Regions from separate parts of the Gossypium hirsutum genome. Here region 2 is linked to region 1. The links are chromatin contacts, called in public Hi-C maps. All regions are on one chromosome and are shown on one strand. Each heading gives the region's core, a stretch centred on a gene start, on an enhancer-like site or on the middle of the called end of the contact. The rest is flanking DNA. Distances are from core to core; before and after follow the strand shown.

What was found. A called contact is a pair of places that touch in the nucleus more often than the background predicts.
Region 2: a contact with region 1 is called in a Hi-C map of fibers, with 2.5 times the contacts expected there. The contact joins the enhancer-like site here to the promoter of LOC107954380 in region 1. A contact is called at or near these places in 8 of 34 Hi-C or Micro-C datasets (anther, fibers, leaf and 1 more).

What each region holds. Positions count from the first base shown.
Region 1 is chrD07:20,922,498-20,927,474 of Gossypium_hirsutum_v2.1, reverse strand. LOC107954380 (gibberellin 2-beta-dioxygenase 2) reads right to left here and starts at 1,584. Exons shown (of 3, transcript XM_016889921.2): 1 at 1,097-1,584. The coding sequence starts at 1,479.
Region 2 is chrD07:20,992,248-20,996,844 of Gossypium_hirsutum_v2.1, reverse strand. No RefSeq gene overlaps it. Among protein-coding and RNA genes, the nearest start is that of LOC107956695, 8.7 kb to the right of the region's middle. Within about 2 kb of position 1,369, at least 4 of the 9 cell types and tissues checked have an H3K27ac peak or open chromatin away from gene starts, as enhancers often do. A contact at or near this core is called in fibers, where this site is marked.

The DNA.
Region 1 (4,977 bases), core at 335-2,834:
TTTGTTGATAAAGTGCTCAAAGATTACGGGAAAGCCGCCTTCCACTAATTGTGTGACCGTCTAAATTAATTTAAGTAGACTTTCCATCGTTTCTTTTTAATTATTTAGTGATATTTCAGTAATTTTTTCATGTCATTTATACATAATTTTAGTAATTTTTTACTCTACATCCTGAACCCAGAATCTTACTTCGAACATCAAACTCTGAACCTTAAATATTGAATTCAAGTTTTGATGTTCAGGTTTCGAGTTTAGGGTTCGAGGTTCAAGGTTCAGATTTGAGTTTAAGATTCAGGGTTCAATACTAAAATTATATATCAATGACATGAAAAAAATTACTGAAATATTATTAAATAATTGAAAATAAACAATAGATGATGTGGTGAGAAGAATTCATAAAATAATTTCTCAATTTTTTATGAATAAAAATATAGAGAAAGAAACTCATTAAATTAAATACAACCTAATTATAATAAAAATATATATAATTTTTAAAATATTTATGAGAATGAGCTCAAAGTTTTAAAAATCCATTAAAAACTAATAGCTATCCATAAATTTTAAAATTACTCCAACCACTGTGAATTGAAAGAATACCTTGACATTTCACAAAACCCGAGGTTAAACTTTTTTCCTTCTTATCATAAAAGGAAGATGTCCCTTTCTAGGATACCAAACCAAGCATTAATTGTAAACACTCTGCAAAAATTAAATTCCCCTTGTATACCTGCCAATTGCTGTGTAATTCAAAGCTATCTCATTTCTAAAAAGTATACCAAATGGGCCACATTGCTATAGTATTTACTCACATACAAACTAGAAAAAAAGCCTTATGAAAAACTCCTCAAGCCATAGGGCATGGGGTAAAGCATTCTTTAACGCTGTTGCCAAGAAACAGAAACCAGACGCTTTCCCCCTAGCCTCTGACTCTGACTCCATCGGTTATGGTTTTATATCCATATTTATATGTATTATTCTTCAACCTTCCTAAAACCTTTTTCCAACTATTACGTGAAATGGGCAACTTTTTCTTTTTCATGAATAAAGAGAGAAGAGAGGATAGCAAAAACAAGAAATAAAAAAATGGGGAGCATACGTGAAGTTTTGAGGCTGATTGGAGATGGATTCGGAACGTTCAGCAATAGAGAAAGGATTTGTGTGGAGAAGAAGATACTCAAGTTCACCCTTATCGCCATTGAGTCCGATGTTTTTGACACCATAACCAAAAGGGTTGGCCGGACCCGCCCGTTGCTTATCACCAGCTGGTTTGCCAAAAAACTGAACCCCTTCACCTTCCAATCTGGATATTATCTCCCAATGAACCCCATGGTTCATAACCTTAAAGATTCCATACTCTTCACAAGCCTTCACAATCAGCTCCGACACGATGGACCTATCAAGAGAAAGATCAACCACCGGAATCCCTACTGCCCTGGTTTTCTTGGCTCTCAAACATGCCGGCGACGGCACCCCAACCATTTTTTCTTCTCTTTTTGTTGTTGTTGTTGTTTTGTTTCGAGACTTAAAGCAATTGGAAGGCTAGAGAATTTAATGAAGTACTCTCAGCTTTTATCATGGCTAAGGAACTGCCTCCTATTTATACAAGTACGATAGATTGAAAGACAGTGATATAAATGTTAAATAAATAAATATGATAATAAAAGATGGAGCGAGTATCGCGAATTTAGGAAGACGTGGACTTTCTATAAAAAATATATATACATCTTTTGGTAGATATATATACGTATTGTAAAATAAAATAAAACATTAATACATGAAGAATTTTGTTTCTCTTGATATTTGATCGATGATTTTAAAATAATGTTAAGTACAGCATATTGTTAAAAGAAAAAGCACAAAATTGGGGAAGCACAGTTTGAGCATGGAATATCATCATTTAAACCAGAAAATAAAAATGATATAATAATTTACTTATCCGGGATTGTAGTTGTAAGCAGCAAAGGATGTGCGTATTAATAAATAGATCCGCATCGCTGCCTGCTTTGAGTGTTTGACTAACTACATCGGCCAATACCCATATTGTTCGAAAACCAAGATTTTCTACTCCTAACTTGGACCAACCGCAACTAATTGCGTCTTTAATAGACCGTTGTTCAAATCTTAATCTCTTTCAATATCAACATCTTTGTGTTTTTTTTTCTCAAGTCGGTACAGTTTGAACGCAATTACTATCTTTTAATATTACTCCTCCTTGTATTAAAATAATTAGTCAAAATGGCCTAATTCTCCTTTAATCCTTTATTATGTATGGTAGATGGTTATTTCTTTAATATTATTACCTACTTCTATTTTAACATAAACTCAAATCATTTCCTAGTTTCAACAAAATTACAAATTTTAAAAAAAGAAAAAGCATATGGAGAATAACGCCGTACATTAATGATACATCTACGTGCAAACTTTCTAGATATAAACGTCCTTCTACTTATACAACTTTTGAATTTTTAGGTTTAAACATCATCTGAATTTATCTTAAAATGATTAAATTATTGAATTTAATATTTATAATAATTAATTCTAGTAATATAGTTGTAATTCTAATCAAAGAATGTTTATTTATTTCTACAACTTCAACTTCATATTACACAATCAAACATGCATGCCAATTGCATATATGAACTTTAATTTGGTGCAATTATGCACGTGAAACTCTAATTGTGGTTTAAATGTATACTTGAAACTTTAATTTTAATTTAATCATACACATTTTAAAATATATATACATCAATTTATTTGTATATTAGAGAAATATAATTATTTATGCATGCAATATATAAACATAAAATGATATTATATCAATAATTCTGTTAATAATTTACAAGAATTGAATCAAATCAAAATTTCATGTATACAATTGCCCACTAAACTATAGTTCATGTATAATTTTGATATTTATCTCATTTTCAAATCAAGAAATGGAAAATTGATCATTGTTGTTGGCTTTTTTTTAAAAAAAAACATAATATAAAAATGTTTTACTCAAAAATAAATTTCATCTTTTGGAAAATAAATAAATAAATTTTACTCAAGATTTAGTATTATCAAATCATACAATTATACGTAGTTTTTAAGTTTTACTAGTATACTAAACAATTTTATAATATAAATTCAATATTTATCAATTTCTATACTAAAATTGAAGTATTTAAATTTTCATTATTAAATTTTTTTTCATTTATAAAAAAAATAACTTAGTAAATATAATTACTATGGCAAATTATATGAAATATAAGAAGAATTGAGAAGCTAAAATACATTCATTTGTGATTGTTTATCATGAAGCCAACATATAACTAGTATTTAAGGGTTGGGAAGGGATTACAGATAATCCTAGACATTGTATTAAAAGATTATTAGTTTTTTGCAAAAGTAAAAACCACATATTTTGGTGTTGCAAGATCAATGTAATATGTCAAATGCACGATTAACACAAACACAAAATTCACACTAACAACAACAATTTGTAAATAAAAATATTAAATATTTATAATCAATATTCATGAAATTCAAGATCATAAATACGATCAATCTTAATTTATTCAAGGTAAATAAAAATATTAAATATTTGTAAATGGAGATGCCTGAAGTGATTTCGGTGTGCTATTGTGGAAACCCAGCCAAATTAAACACGTCTTGGTCCAATGACAACCAAGTAGGAGGTTTTTTGGGTGTAATTCTAGACATTGTATTAAAAGATTATTAGTTTTTTGCAAAAGTAAAAACCACATATTTTGGTGTTTCAAGATCAATGTAATATGTCAAATGCACGATTAACACAAACACAAAATTCACACTAACAACAACAATTTGTAAATAAAAATATTAAATATTTATAATCAATATTCATGAAATTCAAGATCATAAATACGATCAATCTTAATTTATTCAAGGTAAATAAAAATATTAAATATTTGTAAATGGAGATGCCTGAAGTGATTTCGGTGTGCTATTTTGGAAACCTAGCCAAATTAAACACGTCTTGGTCCAATGACAACCCAGGTAGGAGGTTTTTTGGGTGTAAGAAATTTGGCAGTGGATTTCGAAAACCATGTCAATTTTTCAGCTAGCTTGATCCATCATTGACGCCTCAATCACGAATTGTGTTGTTGGGTCTTTTGAAAAAAGTGAGGACATTAGACGATGCAATGAGGAGGGAGAGAAAAACCTGGTTTTTGGTGCTTGTATTTGTAACCGTTTTGTTGTTTTTTTAAACCTTAAAAATCAGCTTATGTTGTGGTTGTTAGCATTGAAAACCAGCTTATGTTTTGTAATGTTGATGCTGGTATATTGTTGCTTATGTTGTTATACATGGCTACTGGTATACATGACTAACCAGCTCATGTTGTTGTTTACAAACTTGAACGACTTGAAATGGGATATAATATATGGTTGTTGATTACAAATTGTTTTGTAATATTTTTGTTGCTTACAATAGTTAGAAAGAATATTTAATCTTCATTTCATTTATATTTCTCAATATTCAGATATCAGAAAAGATAACAAATGGAAAAAAAAACATTTGTATTTCTTAATTCTCACATGTTTATTTTTTCAATTCTCATATGTTAGAAGAGAAGAGATAACACAAATTGCATGGATCAACGCTCATATATTAAGGCCAAAACGCCAAATTGTTTACAAAAGGAATGAGGAGAAAAATATTGCCAAATTTTCCTACAATTCAACACAATTGAACAGATGTGAATTGTAGGAAAATTTACAAAAAATTTTAGTGACTATATGTCTAAGTTTATCAACAGTAGAAATCATAAGCAAATTTACAAAAATTTATCTGCCTAAGTTAATAAATTAGTAGTAGACAAATTTACACAATTTCAAAAAGTTAACAAAATAAGGTCTATTCATCAATGGTCTGTCATGGATGGTTCTTGAGTTGGAGGCATCCATCTAATGGTGGTTGGTTTTCTGTTGAATGGGAGCTTTTCTCTTAGGGCA
Region 2 (4,597 bases), core at 120-2,619, 70 kb before region 1:
GGACAATAACCATTGAATTCCAAGTACTAAGTCAAACCCCTTGACCGAAAGTACTAAAAAATCAGTAATGAACCTATATCCCTGAGCTTCCCACTGCACAGCCCGACATAGACCTTGAGTATTCAGTCTGACACCATTTGCCACCATTACTTTCAAACTAGGGGCAGGTTCGATAGTCAGCTTCAAACGTTTAGCCACCTTAAAATCAATGAAATTGTGTGTACTGCCTGAGTCAACTAAGGCTACTACCTCAACTTGGTCAATGACTGTGGAAAACCTCATGGTGTTATGACCTTGTGAACCATGCAAAGCATGCAGTGATAACACCAGAGTAGAACTTCCCGACCCAACCTCCGTAGCTTCTAATTGTTCAGAACAGTCTTGAAAGTCTTCCTGAGAGGGGCTCTTAGCTTCAGCAGAACTGTCCTCCAAGGGCTCCACCACTAACTGATACACCAGGGATTTGGAACACTTGTGTCCTGGTGTATACTTAAGGCCACACTAGAAACAAAGTCTTTTTTTCCGTCTGTCCTCCAATTCAGCTTGCGATAGTGATTTGGAAGGAATTTTAGAGCTGAATTTGCCATTGGTTGACTCATTGTTGAACTAAGGTTGCCATTTCCTCTGAAGTGTTTAACCCCAAGGAGTAAGGGTCTTCCCACACTGGCTTCTATAGTAGCTATGTCCCGTTTAGCTGTGCCAAACACAATGTTTTCCACTTGCCTGGCCAAGTTGAAAGCCTCCACTAATGACTGAGGCTTAAATAACCGAAGATATTAACCTATCTCAGGCTTAAGATTACTCAGGAATATACTCAAAGCATACATTTCAGGTAAGTTTAACTGGTTCAATAAGCTTAAAAATCCATCATGGTACTGATCAACAGTACCTATCTGCTTGAGAGTCACCAACTCAGCCATAGGATCAAGGAAAGAATCCGATCTAAATCGCTCCCTCAACCCCCGTGCATAAATTTCCCATGACAATTGATGTAAGCCCCCATGTCTTCTAGCAAAGAAGTGATGCCAATCAAAAGCTTTACCTTCCAGATGAAGCATTACCAGCCAAACCTTAGCATGATCCCCGATCCCCTCGGATTCAAAATATTGCTCAAGTTTCGACCACCATCCGCGAAAGTTGTCACTATCGAATAACGGGCAGGACATTCTAAAAGAGGACCGATCCGTCTCTGCTAACATTGCTCATGAAAAGGTGTTAGAGTGACCTAGCTCCGCCACTGGAGATACGACCACATGCTCCTGAGTCGAGAATCCAGGTGGAGATCCCAGAATACCTTTTCCTTTACTACTACCCGCACATCCCGCTGCCACTGGAGGTCCTTGACCAAAATACTGCTCAAACAGAGAATGGAGCTCAGAACGAAGTTCAGTACGTACCTCCGATTTAATGTCTTCCTGTAAATCCTTCAATCTACTATCGATTCGTGCATCCAAGTGAGAAAACTCTAATTGTGTATGCAGAAGTTCACCTTGGATCTGACCCAGCTCCTTTTACATTCTCGTGGTGATTCCCTCGCCGGCCATGAGGATCGCTGAAGCTCTGATACCCTTGTTGAAGAACGTTTGTTTTGAGAAGAAATAGAATCGAAGAGAAGATGAGAGAATAAGAAGAGAAAGAGCTAGAGAGTAAAATAGCTGAAATTCAATCTTCAATATTCACGCCTTCCCCCTTTTCTGTTACACGTAATATAATGAAAGGAAATAACCGTTTTTAGCTAACAACTTACTAAACGCTCCCGTTTTGTCCAACCCGAAACTCACCGTATCATTAAACCAATTAATAAAGACGCAACTCTCAACTAATTACTTTCAACTATTTAAACAGAAATATAAATCATAGCAAAGTTCACCAAAGTAGTCTAGGCTATCTATCTATCCATCTACTTTTGCGTCATTTATCATTGATCTTCTACCTTCGATTTCATCTTTCTATTCTTTCATCTTTGTTTGTTTCATTTACTTCTTTAATTCTAGAAATTCTTGATTGAGTTTTAATTTATTTGATTGAATTTTTTGAGTTCTTGAAGGTTCAAAAGTCTTTGTTGCCCTGGTTTTCTTCTTTTCTAAGAAAGCTTTTTTTTAATTTGGTTTACTTCGAGTTGATTGTTGGAGCTTCTAAAATTTAATTCCTAGCTTCCGCATCACCCCACAAAGTAGAAGTAATTAAAAACTAATATTAGTAAGTATAAAGCATTTGAAGCCATCATATTCCAACAAAAGTTTAAGCCTCATCCCCAGTGAGAATTTAAATTTGATCAAATATACAATTTTTTATATTCTTTAACAAATATAAAAAAATTAATCAAATAATTGAATTTATATATGTTATATATTATGGATGACATTAATTTTGAGTAAATTATAATGCTAGTCACTTAAGCAAGTATTTTTTAGTTACCCAATTATGAAAAGTTACAAAATAGTCACTCAACTATTCGATCTTTTCCTTTTTTTCTCACCAACTGTTAAATAGGTAATGGAAAGATGATGTGTTAGCTTTTAAAATTGACATAATAATAACTTTAACCCTCAAACATTTATACATTGTGACAATTTAGTCTTAATTTTTTTTAAAAATAGCTCTTAATGTTTACACATCTCCTAATTTATCCTATTTTTACATGAAAATATAATTCAATACACAATGAATAAATTAAAATTAAAAACAAAAAGTTTTTTTTTAATTTTGCTTATTATTAAATTAGATAATCCCCAAATAAATTACTTTTCTTGTGCTTTAAATGGTTGAGAACTTGATATTTCTCAATGATAATTAACTATTTTTTGTGGACATTAATAGTTAATTTTTTAAAAAAATTAAGACTAAATTGACACAATATATAAATGTTTGAGATTTAAAATTGCTATTAAATCATTTTTAAAAAGATAAAACATCAAATTTTCTTTAGCCATTTAACGACAAGTGACAAAACAATGAAAAAATTGAACAATTATATGATCTAAAAAAACAGTAATAGTTAGATGACTATTAATATATTTTACCCAATAATTTTAATCGCTTCAATAATGGATATATCATTATTATAGAAATAGATTGGTATTGGGATGATAAATCGGTATTACAGCCGGTTGCAAGCAATACAATATTGAAATTTTTGAAGAAATTTTTTCCTTAATTTTTTTAATTTTTTATGACATTTAAATTATTTATTGAATAAAATAGTGTCATGTAGTAAGGAATCAAATAAAATAATATTGATTAAATTGAATAAATGCGAAAAGGTGGATGGCTAAATTTGTTATTATGATTATATATAAAATACCAAAATAAACATTTAATAGTAAATTTCCAATTGAAAGAATATTTTGCTTTTTGTCTAATGTACATGGACCAATTTACTTATTTTTTAGTAAGAGAACCAAAATATAGTACAAAGACTTTTATGATACTTTTATAGTTAACGAAATTTAATAAGTTTCTCTTTTATTTAAATATCCGCCTAAAACCCAAAATTTAAATATTTGAATAAAAAACTAAAATTTAGGTTTTTTTTCCGTATATAATATAAAAAATTAATAAATATCTAAAATGGTATACCAACTCAATTAATTATGAAAATGGTATGGTAGGGGTGGTAAAGGGTGTTAAAGAGGCGACACCACCCCTCTTTTCTGATACATGTCAACCACCATTAAACAAAAAAAAACAATTTTTAATGGGTGAAGGCATGTTGATTGGCGGCACCAAAAATGGTCTTTTATAAGGGTTAAATACGGGTCTGGTCTAGGTCTAGGTCATATATGTTTGGGTCGTTTGGTGGTGGTGCCCATGTCAAAAGCGGTACCAATCAAGCCATACCAGTATTTAACCAGTGTTTTGTGCAAAAATTTTTTGAAAATTCAAGAATAACAAAAAAGATTTTCTATAGAAGAAGAGTAAATAGACAGAAGAATTTACAAGGTTAGTAGATATGAAATTCACTTTTTTTACATTACAATAATTCTTTTGCTTGAAATTATATTGAGAGTTTTTATTTCTTTTTTAACAAATTTAGTATTGAAAATAGATAATCAATTTTTCTTATGTGTTTATTTCGATGGAGTAATTTTGACAACAACAGTTGGATGTATATTTGAATGTCGCCAACAAATAGCAATGAGATTTAATAGAAATGTCTTGGTTGATGATATGAAGGAAAGGATTAGTGCGAAAATTGTTAGGCGTCGTGGGAGAAGGATCTCAAAACGTTTCTACAAGTTTCTAGTTTCGACATATCCCATCAAAATCACCGAGATAGAACTTGTAAATGATGAAGACGTGCAGACAATAGTCGCTCTTTATTGTGGGAATAGGAGCCACATAAATGCATCGATTCAATAATTTGCTGAGTTAGCTGATGTGGAGTCAGCTGAAGTCCCACTTCATTAGGTGAAGAATATTGATTTCAAGATCTATGTTTGTTGGTTCCGATATCGTACACTGATAGCCAATCGACTGTACATGGGATCGATATCGATCTTAATGTTGCACCTGTGTTTGAGAACCAGAACCCAGGACCTCGTTTACAACTACATCCGGGGGTGTTTGAGACTAACGTGGATGGTGATTATGGATA